Linked DNA regions of Mus musculus: all the other regions are linked to region 3. The links are chromatin contacts, called in public HiChIP or PLAC-seq and promoter capture Hi-C maps. All regions are on one chromosome and are shown on one strand. Each heading gives the region's core, a stretch centred on a gene start, on an enhancer-like site or on the middle of the called end of the contact. The rest is flanking DNA. Distances are from core to core; before and after follow the strand shown. Region 1 holds the start of Ccdc126 (coiled-coil domain containing 126). Region 2 has its middle 18 kb from the start of Tra2a. Region 3 holds the start of Malsu1 (mitochondrial assembly of ribosomal large subunit 1).

What was found. Promoter capture Hi-C pulls out the DNA fragments that hold promoters and counts their contacts. HiChIP or PLAC-seq counts read pairs in DNA pulled down with a chosen protein or histone mark.
Region 1: a promoter capture Hi-C map of pre-B cells shows a contact between it and region 3, with 5 times the contacts expected there. The contact joins the promoter of Ccdc126 here to the promoter of Malsu1 in region 3. A contact is called at or near these places in 13 of 39 promoter capture datasets (the 3T3-L1 cell line, 3T3-L1-derived adipocytes, the C10 cell line and 9 more), 18 of 484 Hi-C or Micro-C datasets (the 63-12 cell line, the AML12 cell line, CD4 T cells and 14 more), 14 of 115 datasets of contacts at active chromatin or transcription factors (the 230-238 cell line, the SCID.adh cell line, astrocytes and 10 more) and 4 of 9 other capture datasets (adipose tissue, liver, macrophages and 1 more).
Region 2: a FOXA1 HiChIP or PLAC-seq map of pancreatic cancer cells shows a contact between it and region 3. The contact joins the enhancer-like site here to the promoter of Malsu1 in region 3. A contact is called at or near these places in 2 of 39 promoter capture datasets (the 3T3-L1 cell line and stem cell-derived epiblast-like cells), 1 of 484 Hi-C or Micro-C datasets (olfactory sensory neurons), 5 of 115 datasets of contacts at active chromatin or transcription factors (embryonic forebrain, embryonic midbrain, embryonic stem cells and 2 more) and 2 of 9 other capture datasets (liver and pancreatic islet).

Annotation. Positions count from the first base shown.
Region 1 is chr6:49,317,768-49,321,274 of GRCm38.p6, forward strand. It overlaps Ccdc126 (coiled-coil domain containing 126), which reads left to right and starts at 1,507. Exons shown (of 3, transcript NM_175098.6): 1 at 1,507-1,713.
Region 2 is chr6:49,280,641-49,284,438 of GRCm38.p6, forward strand. No RefSeq gene overlaps it. Among named protein-coding and RNA genes, the nearest start is that of Tra2a, 18 kb to the left of the region's middle. Within about 2 kb of position 1,686, at least 25 of the 459 cell types and tissues checked have an H3K27ac peak or open chromatin away from gene starts, as enhancers often do. A contact at or near this core is called in pancreatic cancer cells, where this site is marked.
Region 3 is chr6:49,071,876-49,075,644 of GRCm38.p6, forward strand. Malsu1 (mitochondrial assembly of ribosomal large subunit 1) reads left to right here and starts at 1,920. Exons shown (of 4, transcript NM_029353.1): 1 at 1,920-2,228; 2 at 3,211-3,389. The coding sequence starts at 1,991. It also overlaps the pseudogene Gm19253.

The DNA.
Region 1 (3,507 bases), core at 257-2,756, 250 kb after region 3:
TGGTTGGATCCCCCTTTCCTTCTCCTCCCCTCCTTCTACTGTGACGTGGAGGATCAAACTATCCTCATACAAGGTATTAATAAACCCCTACATGTGCTGGTGTTCTACAGATGGAACACTTTGTTTTGCCCTTGATTCTTTTTCTTGTGATTAAAATTCTTTGTACATTCTGAGTACAAGGCCTTTCTTGATTTATATATTTCAAGGGTCTCATTCCACTCTTAAGGCTTGTCTTTTGTTTGTTGCTGTTAAAACTGTCTTTCCCAGGCTGCATTTGATTTCCAGGTCCTCCTGTTTTGTTTGGTGTGTGTGTGTGTGTGTGTGTGTGTGTGTGTGTGTGTGTATGTATGTGTGAAAGAGCGACAGAGAGAGAGAGAGAGAGAAACACACAGAGAAAGACACAGAGACACAGAGAGAGAGACACACAGAGACACACACAGAGACACAGAGAGAGAGATGCACACAGAGAGGCACACAGAGAGAGGCACACACAGAGACATATACACACACAGATAGAGAGAGACAGAGGGAGAGAGAATTTTATGAGTATTGGTATTTTGCTTGCATATACCTTAGTGTACCAACTGTATTCCTGGTGAGGCCAGAGGAAGACTGTCAGATATCCAGAAATGGGGTGACAGATGGTTGTGAGCCACCATGTGGATTCTGGAAACTAAACCCGAGTGCTCTCTAAGCACAAGGGCTCAGCCATCTTTCCAGCCCAATTTGACTTTTTAACGTGTAATTTTGTGTGTGCTGAGCATTTAATCAGGGCCATATTCATGCTAGCCAAGTGTTCTACCACTAAGCTGCATACCAAGTCCCGAAGTACTTGATTTTTTAAAAATGTATTAACTTTGTTAAACTCTTATTAATTGTAATAATTTGTCTACAAGTTGTTTTGTATTTGTCATGTGTATACATATTTATACCATCCGTGACAAGAATATCTTTAAAACACTTTATTTGTATTCATGTAATTGTGTGTGAGTGTGCTGAGGTCTGCAGAGGCCAGAAGCAGATGGGATCCCTTGGAGCTGGAGTTCCAAGAGATTATGAACCTCTTGATGTGGGAGCTGGTAATTGAACTCTGGTCTTCTGGTCCCTCAGCAAACTGTCTGAACTTTTGAGCTAGGTCTCCAGTCCTCAGAAAAGGATAGTTTGTTTCTATTAGTCTTTAGTCCTTTTAGTTATTTTTTTATCCTATTTCCCTGAGTGAGGACCTTCAGGAGCACCATGGGGACATTGGACTCTCCAACACTAGGATGCCCTCTAGTGTCAGACAACAGCATTAGGGGTTTCTTTTCTAGTGGAAGGTAGATAGTAGGATGCTTCACCACTAGTGGCGAATAGGGTGCTGAGTTTTCTCTAGTAGCAATGCAGCTGCTGCGCCTCTTAGTTGCTAAGCAACCGCGTCGCCCTGAGCCCCTGGGCCAACAGCACGTGCTGTCTCTCCGCAAGGCGGGACTACATTCCCCACAATGCCGCGCGCAGTAGGCCCTGGCCGGAGAATGGGGGAAGGGTGGCCGGGAGGCGGAGCGGAAACCGGGAGTAGCGTCCCCGGGTGCCGAGCGCTCTCGGTCCTACCTCCGTCCTGGCCCGCAGGCTGTTGCGGCGCCGCTAACGCCCTCCCGTGGCGGGCTGTGGCTGTACTTCCAGTTTGTGAGCCCCGCGGCGGCGGCCCGCGTGATTGAAAGGAAACCAGCAGGCCAGGTCAGACGGAGGAGATTGGGGAGGCGGGAGGCGGTGTCCCTGCGGCCCCGGCTTTGCTACTTTGACAGCCTCGACCGCCGGGCCGGGCTCCGCGGTGCTCTGCGGGGATGGGCAGTCTCTGCGGCCGCGCTCATTTGTGCTCCACTCTTGACAGCTCAATTCTCTCGTTAGGAGAAGGACGTGAAATGCCCATTAAACCTGCCAAACTCTTCTCCTGGGAGGCTGGGGAGGAACTTTATCTGCTGTAGGTACAGGCGGTGGCAATTGAATGGCCAGGCAGCCAGGATTCGAACCCCTGGCGTCCCTCTGCCTGCTGCTTCATTCAGGCTAAGCAATGGCTCCAAGCCGATGTGTTTCATCCAGCAGATGGAGATCTCATACAGTTTTAAGTTGTTAGATTTATGGATAATAAGCTATTACACCTTGAGTTTTTCATTTGATGAAAAGATGTTTTGAATGTGATTCGAAGTGTGTGGACTTTTGGTTAATCACTAGGTTGTGTGTTCAGTTTATATTTTTACTTCTTACATGCAGAGAATTCCTTAAGATATGCTGGCTTCTTAATTTCCGCCCCTTTAAGATGGCTGAGAATGTTCTAAGGAAATTGATGACTCTGCTTTCCTGGGGATCAGCTCTGTATATAACTGTACAAGGACTCACCTCCCCCACCTCCCTAGCCTGGTCCCATAGGAAACCCTTAAAAGGAGATTAAAGGCTTTGTCCGTCAGATCCTTTGCAGCTTTGCCCTATGTCAACTTTCTGTACTGTTTCTAATGGTTCAGTCGTTTCTCTCCTCCCCACTCCCCTTCTCTCATTTTCTAGACAGGATTTCTCTGTGTAGCCCTGGCTGTCCTGGAACTCACTCAGTAGACCAGAAAACTATAAATCCCCTTACGCATTTATTCGTGACCAGGCTGGCCTCAAACTCAAGAGATCCTCCTGCCTCCGCCTCCCTAGTGCTGGGATTAAAGGTGTGCGCCACCATCACCTGACACCCACTTAGGATTTCTGTTCCCAGGTTATAGTTTTTGTCTGGAGACACATTGAGTGAATGCAGTAAATCTGATCAGGAACGACTTCAACGTGTTCAGGTTCTGTCAGTTGTTTTTACCCTTGCTTTCTCAATGTTATTGACATTGGGTTTTCAAGGAAAGCTTTATAAAACTTTAACTGAATTTCATTTTTATTTAACGTGTATGCCCTGTATGTACTATTTTGAGTCGAGACATGATGATTTATGTGACTGTGTGATATCTTTAGGGAAAGGGGAGCCTTCTAATGATTGCTAGAACAGTAGCAGTTAATAATTGTGGAAGGGGGCATACGCATGCAAACATTTCTGATTAACCTTAAAACGTGCGGCAGAAACACTCATTTTGAAGAAAATGTCTCTCCTTGGTGTTATGAGTGCAGTAGAGGAGAAGGTGAGAACCGCAGCCTTGGTTCTTGTCCTGTTCTGCCACCATCCGCATGACCTTAGCTCTGCTTTCTCTGCAGTTCTCCTTTCCCCGTGTCTACAGTAATGAACAGATCGATTCGTCTATCTCAGACTTCCAATGCTAAGGATCTTGGAACATCCATTTTACTATAGCGGAAAACTATAAATCCCCTTACACATTTATTCGTGTCCTTGTTCCCTGCCCTTTACGTTTTACAGTTCTTTCCTTCCACCCTGATAAAAAGGGATTCTCGTGGAAGAGCTAGGAAGCTGCAGAAATCATGATCCCTACCAACCAGCATCGGCTCTGCGAGCTGCGGCTCCTTTTCCTTCCATCCTAGTGGTCCTGGGTACCT
Region 2 (3,798 bases), core at 436-2,935, 210 kb after region 3:
AGTGTCTGAAGACAGCTACATATAATAAATAAATAAATAAATAAATAAGTCTAGGCATCAAGTGCTTTTGGGAACAAATATGATTGAATTCTGCCTTCAGTACCTTCTAAGCAAATCTTAGAAAACATATCCTTAAACAGGGGGTCTGGGCTTAAGATCCTGTGTCTACCACTTAGGTTCTGGGGCAAGTTTGATAAATCTCTGTGTAAAATGGAAATAAAAAATATTTTAGGATGATTGTGAGGTGTTAATATGTCCACAGTGCTCAGCTGGTACTTGGCACACAGAGATTGCTCAGTTATTTATTTTTGCTTAATGTGGGCATAATGTTATTGAGCACTGTGTAAACATTATCCTTGTATTATTCAAATGCTGATTTCTCTGCCTCTGTATCTGGTTGCAATCCAGTCATTGAAATGCTTGTTCTAAGGACCTCATGTCTCAGTGTTGTGTAAACAGTGCTCTGCATTTATTCTCTGATCTCCAATAAAAGCTGGTCAGCCAATGACTGAGCAGGGAAGAGAATAGGGCTGGGCTTCCAATTCCAGCGAAGGGAGGGGAGAGAAAGGAGAAGAAAATTCACCAAATGGAAAGGGTCCAAGAGCCATCAGAACATACTTGGAGCAGAGAGAGCCAGACCAATACTAAAAATACAAGGATTTTGGCTGGAAGGTGGCTAGATTAGTTTGGAGGATTAGAATAGATTAATAATCTATCAATTATTGTGCCATAAAGCTTTTCAAATAAATCTATGGTCTCTGTCTCATTTATTTGGGAGTTAGCCAGATAAAGAAAATAGTACCACTATTTAAATTGCTTTAACAGCTTAATAATGGAGAAATCTAGAACTTAGGGCAATCTTTTTTTTCTTTTTATTAGATAATTTCTTCATTTACAATTCAAATACTATCCTGAAAGTACCCCATACCTTCCCCCCCAGCCCCCCCACCCTGCTCCCCAACCCACCCACTCCTGCTTCCTGGCCTTGGCATTCCCCTGTACTGGGGTATCTGATCTTTGCAAGACCAAGGGCCTCTCCTTAGGGCAATCTTTTTGGGCAAATCTAAAACTATTTATTTTTTCTCCTTTCTTCACCCCTTTCTTTCTTTCTTTCTTTCTTTCTTTCTTTCGTTCGTTCGTTCGTTCTTTCTTTCTTCCTTCCTTCCTTTCTCTTCCTATCTGGAAAGAAACACAAATCAGTCTCTGTAATTTTTGTGTGAGAATGTAGATCTTTTAGAGGGCTCTCTGAAGTGGAAACTTCTAGTTCTTTGGAAAGTTAGCTATGTCAAATGATGTTTTCTGGGGCACATAGGTGAAAGGATGTCTTGCTAAAGCAAACACATGAAAGAATATTTTCCTGAAGCAGACACAGGTGAAAGAATGGTTTGACAACAGACACATGAAAGGATGCTTGATGAAGGAGCATAAATGTGACCACACAGACAGTGGGAGACTGGCAATGAGCATTGGTTTGATTTGCTCCACCTTGGTATTCCTCATTAATGACACACAGTATTGGTTCACCTTACATAGTGTTGTTGAGTTCAACTCATGGTAATGACACCACTGAGAGACACTTGCCCAAGAACTGCTTGTGTGGTTCCTGCAGCAGCTTGTCACTTCCGCAGCCTCACCTCAGGCAACTTGGCAAGCCTGGCAGTTTCTTCAGGACTAGACTACAGTTGCTGGCTCATGCCTGGTGTCTGCCTGCCAAGAGGACTGGACTGTAGCTGCCAGTGCCTGTGTGGTATCTGTCTGCCTAGAGGACTGGACTGCAGCTGCTGAGTCATGTTTGATGTTTGCTATGGAACTGAACTGCTGAGAAAGATTGAGCTAGCCCCTAAAGTAACTATTGCTGAACAGGTCCACTTCCTCCATATCTTAATAACCTTTATTTTCCCTTACCTCTGCTGGGTGGTGGACTAGAAGAGAGGTTAAACCCTTATTAAAAATTAATTTTTAATAATTAATTAATTTAATTGCAAAAAATTTATGCCTACAGCTCTCTCTTCCTCATTCTGTCTCTGAGTGTGTGTGTGTGTGTGTGTGTGTGTGTGTGTGTGTGCACGCATGTGATGTATGGCACACATAGAGACCAGAAGAGGGCATCAAATGAACTGGAGCTAGAGTTATAGGCAGTTGTGAGCGACTCAGTGTGAGTATGGAGAACCAAAGTCTGAGAACTGAGATGACCATGACCATGCCTTCTAGATGTCAGTATCCCAGATCCTCAGAAACATGTCAATATTTGAACAACTGTTAGAAGATATGAGAAAGCAGAGGCAATTATCCTGTGTAACTACCCTACATAGGCTAATTGTCTCTGTCTCCAGAGTGTTGGGATTTAAGGCACACAGCACCACACCTGGCCTTATAAGGTTTTACATGAATAAACCTTAGCAAATGTCGACACACTGGAATAAGTTAGAGCTAGAAGCAGCAAAGAAGCAGTAATCAGTCATATGTCCCATGAAAAGAGATGTCTGGTCCGTTTTGTAGTTTTAGAACATATGATTGTTTTCTCTGTGTTCACACATGATTAAAGGGTGCCAATAGTTTGACTTAATCCATCACAACCACAGAGTAACTTATCTGATGTAGGCATTCCATAGGATTTATTTAAGTAGGCCACCAAGGTTTAATTGTGAGTTCTCAGCCAGCCAAGACTGTATAGCAAAGGAGACATTGCTTGTCTCAAACAAGAACAACAACAAAGACCCTACCAACAAACAAAACCCCCACAGCTGGAACAGAAGCTCATAAGGAAAATGAGAGCATGCCCAAGGGCTCCTGACAGAGCTCCTGACATGTAGTGAAAGATTTACATTCTGGTCTGGGGAGATGCTCAGTGGGAAAACGCATGTGCTATGCAAGCCTGAGGACCAGAGTTCAGATCCCTAGAACCCATGCAAGGCTGAATGTGGTGTCTTTGTCTGTAATCTCTGTGCTCCTAAATCCAGATGGGAGGTGGAGACAGGAGAGAGGCCCAGCCAGCCTTCTAGGAGCAAGTGGTCAATGATGAAAGAGGCCCAGTGTCAAACAAGGTGGACGGCTGGGACTGACACACCTGAGATTAAACAGGCAGGGTGGTGGTGCTGGTGTGTGAATGGCAACCGAGGAATGATATCTGAGGTTGTTCCTTGGCCTACATACACACACACACACACACACACACAGACGGAGAGGGAGAGGGAGAGTGAGAGAGGGAGAGGATATCTGAGCTTGTTCCTTGGCCTACATACATACAAAAGCTTACTTTAGCAAAGAAGTTGGCCAGTGATGATGACGATGATGAAAACAACAATGACGACTGCAACTTTTTTTGTTTTTTGAGACGAGGTCTTGCTATATAGACTGTACTGTCTTTGAAGCCCAGGCTGGACTTTGATTTGAAATCTTCCTGCCTCAGCCTCCCAAGTGCTGGAATCACAGGCATGTGTGACCATACAGTCTTTTAGAGAACATATCTTTTTTTGTTGTTGTTGTTTTTCGAGACAGGGTTTCTCTGTGTAGCCCTGGCTGTCCTGGAACTCACTTTGTACACCAGGCTGGCCTCGAACTCAGAAATCCACCTGCCTCTGCCTCCCGAGTGCTGGGATTAAAGGCGTGCGCCACCACGCCCGGTTTAGAGAACATATCTTAATGGAAAGTAGAGAAAGAAAAGACAGTTGCTGTTGCCGTGATAACTTCTGAATCTTGCCTCAGAGTGGACCATATGTAAGGCTATATATTTAGTAGGATATAATAATAGTACTGAGACAGGTTTTCTCTGTGTAGCCTTGGCTGTCCTCAAACCTG
Region 3 (3,769 bases), core at 670-3,169:
TACAGAAGGAAACCTATATTTCAAAAGGAAATGGAGTTTATCCAGCGTGGGGGTCCAGAGTGATCGTCGTGGCTGCTGCTTATCACCAGACAGAAGGATTCGCTTTGCAATAAAGGACTTCCACAATGTCAAATGAAAAGTTATATATTAAACAACCTTAATAAATATTCTGTAAGCAGAATGAAGTATAGAAACTCCAGGTGGTCACTTGTATCTCCTGCATTATGTATCTTGGTCAACTGCCCCACTAGCTGACCTGTACACTTATTAAAGTCTACATTTTTAAATGCAAAAAAAAAAAAAAAAAAAAGCCAAACTACCCTGGTGCCCTATATCTGGCCCTTACAAAAGTATAAAAAGTGTGTTCTTTCTTTGTTCTGGATCTCTCCTCCAGCCTGTGTGCTGAGAGGGGGTTCCCCAACATGTTGGATAAGTAAATCCCACATGTGTTTTGCAACGATGGTGGTCTCTGTGCTCTTTGTGGGTGAGGGTCTTTTAGCAAGCTATAACACCTCCTTCATGTCCTTTCTCTGTATAGCCCACTGAGTTTAATTAGTGCTATCTTTATGCGCATAGGTGTTCATGGTTTTTTGTTTTGACCGGAGTTACAGTGCTAGGCATGGATTCCCTCCTGTGAGGCAGGGCTCAGATCTAATCAGAAGGTGGTTGGCTGGCTAACCCCATAACTCATGCACTATTGACTCAGTGGGCGCATCTGGCCTGGCATTGGAATTATCACTCAGGGTAAGTCCACTGATGGCTTTTCTCCCCCAGTGACCTGCATGCCACCTCCTGACTCCATGAAAGCTGGGCAGCAGGTAAGAAGGTTTTAGATTAGTTTCAGCTTGAAAACAAGGAGTGTTGTCTTCACCAATATGTATGGTCTTACCATCTAGTTGTGGGAGACAACCAAAATAGCCTCACTTGTTTTTAGGTGGGCCCATAGCTGCCCTGACCAATAATGTAGGGATGATAGTATCCCAAACCCAGCACTGAGATTTTCATTTAATGACCCATATCTTTCATTTGAAAGCAATCAACCATACCTGATGCCGCCATTCAAACTTTTTTCTTCTTTTTTGTATGATTCATTTTTGTTTTGTGTTTTTAATTTTATGTGTTCAGGTGTTTTGCCTACTTATATGTCTGTACAATATGTTTGTGCACTTCATCTGAAGAGGGCATTTAATACCATTGAAATTAAATTCAGTCTGTACTTTTGACTGCTCAGCCATCTTTCTAGTTCTTGAATTTAGGGTTTTTTGTTTGTTTGCTTTTTTGTTTTTTGGACAGTGGGAAATGGCTAAAAATACTTAATTCCTATCTGACAGGGTTAATTTCTGCATATTTGGGGGAGAGGAAAAACAGAAAGGAGAGAGCTAGAGAGGGTTTGAAGGGGCTGGAGAAAGTGGGAGGGAAGGAGAAAAGGAAAGGAGAAAGAAGAAGAGGAAAGAGAGAGAGAGAGGTAGGAACCCTTTAATTCCTTTTAAGATGTATTTATTTATGTATGCCTACAAGACAGAAGAGGGCATCAGATCCTATTATAGGTGGTTGTGAGCCACCATGTGGTTGCTGGGAATCAATTCTCAGGACCTCTGAAAGAGCAGATAGTGCTCTTAACCATAGAGCCATCTTCTCCAGCCCCATAAAGATTATCTGGGCTCACTTTTTTTTTTCCTTTTCCTTCCTTTCCTTTCTTTTTTTTAAAAAAGAGAGACAAGGTTTGTCTGTGTATCCCTGGGTGTCCTGGAACTCACTTTGTAGAATAGGCTGGCCTTGAATTCAGAGATCTGCCTCGGCCTACCAAGTGCGGAAAGTAAAAGCGTAAGCCACCACCATCCACACGGTCCTCCTCATTCCTTAAACTACTCCCCAGGCAATCCGTCTAAATCACCGTTTCCGGTTACAGACCCGCCCACTTCGTGACGTAGAATCCCGGAGCCGCCCGGAAGCTCCACCACCTCCCCCCAGAGAAGTCGCGGCGAGAGCTATGGGTCCGGGCTGGTCGCCCGCGCGGCGTTTATGGCCGCTGCTGTGGCGCAGGGCGGTCTTCCAGAGAGCCGGCCCCGCAATGGCTTCGGTTCCCTGGCTTCCGCGGCTGGCAGAGCGATGGCTTCCCGCGAGGCCCGCGACCTGCCTGACCCCGAGCCTAACGCGCGGCCTGCACCATGGGCCTCAGCCCGAGGAGCGGACCGCTGGCGACGCTCGCCTGCAGCCCGGACCCGCAGGTACGCGGGCAGGACACCTGGTGGCCCGGCCTGACCCAGGCGGCCCTGGGCTTTCCTGTGCGCTTCGGGGGCAAGAGAAATAGCCATTCGCGCAGACGCAGAGCTGGAAGGGATTTGGGAGGTGGTCGGCACCAACTTTGCTTTGCGTACCCGAGAGTCCTAGAGGGAGGCTAAGGTAGCGTGTTGTCGTCAAAATTCCAGTCATAGAGCGGGCAACATCCGGCTCTTGGCTTCACAGCCCAGGATCCACCCCGTCTCACGATCTGCCCAGGGTCGTAGCAGGTGGACTGGTTGGTCTTAGTAGCACTAGTCCTAGCAGCCTCGTTTCTTCATATCTGTTGAAGGCTGTGGACCAGGTATTGTCTTGAGAACCCGCCTACCATACAGTATAGTTAAGTAACCTTTTTAATCTGCGATTCGATTTAACGTGTGCCCTAGGATATTGTCCTCTCCCTCAAATCATGCCGCTGGTTGTTGTGTAGCATCTCTGCATTTGTGGAGTGTTGTTCCTTTCAGTACTAGTAAATAGAAAGACATTTGCTTCTGCTTCCGTTTGGTAATCGCAGTATCCAGTGTCCGTAATCTGAACCTTCTACCTAGGAAAGCTGAGCAGTGCTTTAGGGAACTGTTGTCCGGGTTCAGTTTTAAGCTGGTTTTTGGTTGGTTGGTTTAGTTTGTCTTGAATGGAGATGGTATTAGGGGTTGGACCCAGGGCCACGTACATGCCACCACTGAAGCACACCTTCAGTCTTTTAGTTTAAAAATAAAAAATCTTTAGACCTTGTCTTTCTGAGTTGCTCAGCCTAACATTGAACCTGGGATCCTCCTGCCTAGTGTTCACCAAAGCATTTTAGATATAAATACACTTGTAGGGGGAGCAGTTCCACTGTCTCCAGGAGACTTCGTGTCAGTCTGCTTCTGTAGACAAATGTAGGTCTGTATTCTCCTCAGCCATCTGACACAAGCGTTTCTGCATTTTCAGATCACATTGGTGCCAAGTTTGACATCGATATGCTGGTTTCACTTCTGAGGCAAGAAAATGCAAGAGACATTTGTGTGATCCAGGTTCCTCCAGAAATGAGATACACAGACTACTTTGTGATTGGGAGTGGGACTTCCACCCGACACTTACACGCTATGGTCCACTACCTTGTGAAGATGGTAGGATGCTCTCCTTTGTTGTGAACCTTTACCTAGAGAGTGACACACAGAGGCTGCAGAGGAAGCCCACTTTCTAGAATTCCCAAGAGTGATTTTTATGGTTTCTCAGAGTAAAATATTTGGGAGCAAATACTTAGCTCTGTCGAGCCCAGATAATTTCTAATTCGTGTCTTTTGTGACAAGGAAAATTAATAACATGAAACAAGCCAGAAGACACTAGGAGTCTGTTCTAGAGTAGCACCTATGTGATAGCCTCTAGCTAGTGAAAGGCTTTAAAAATTATTTAAAAGATTTGGAGGTTTATTTTTATTTTTTATTTCATGTGTATGTCTAGTGTCCACAAAAGTCAGAGGAAAGCATGTCGTCTTCCTAGAAATGGA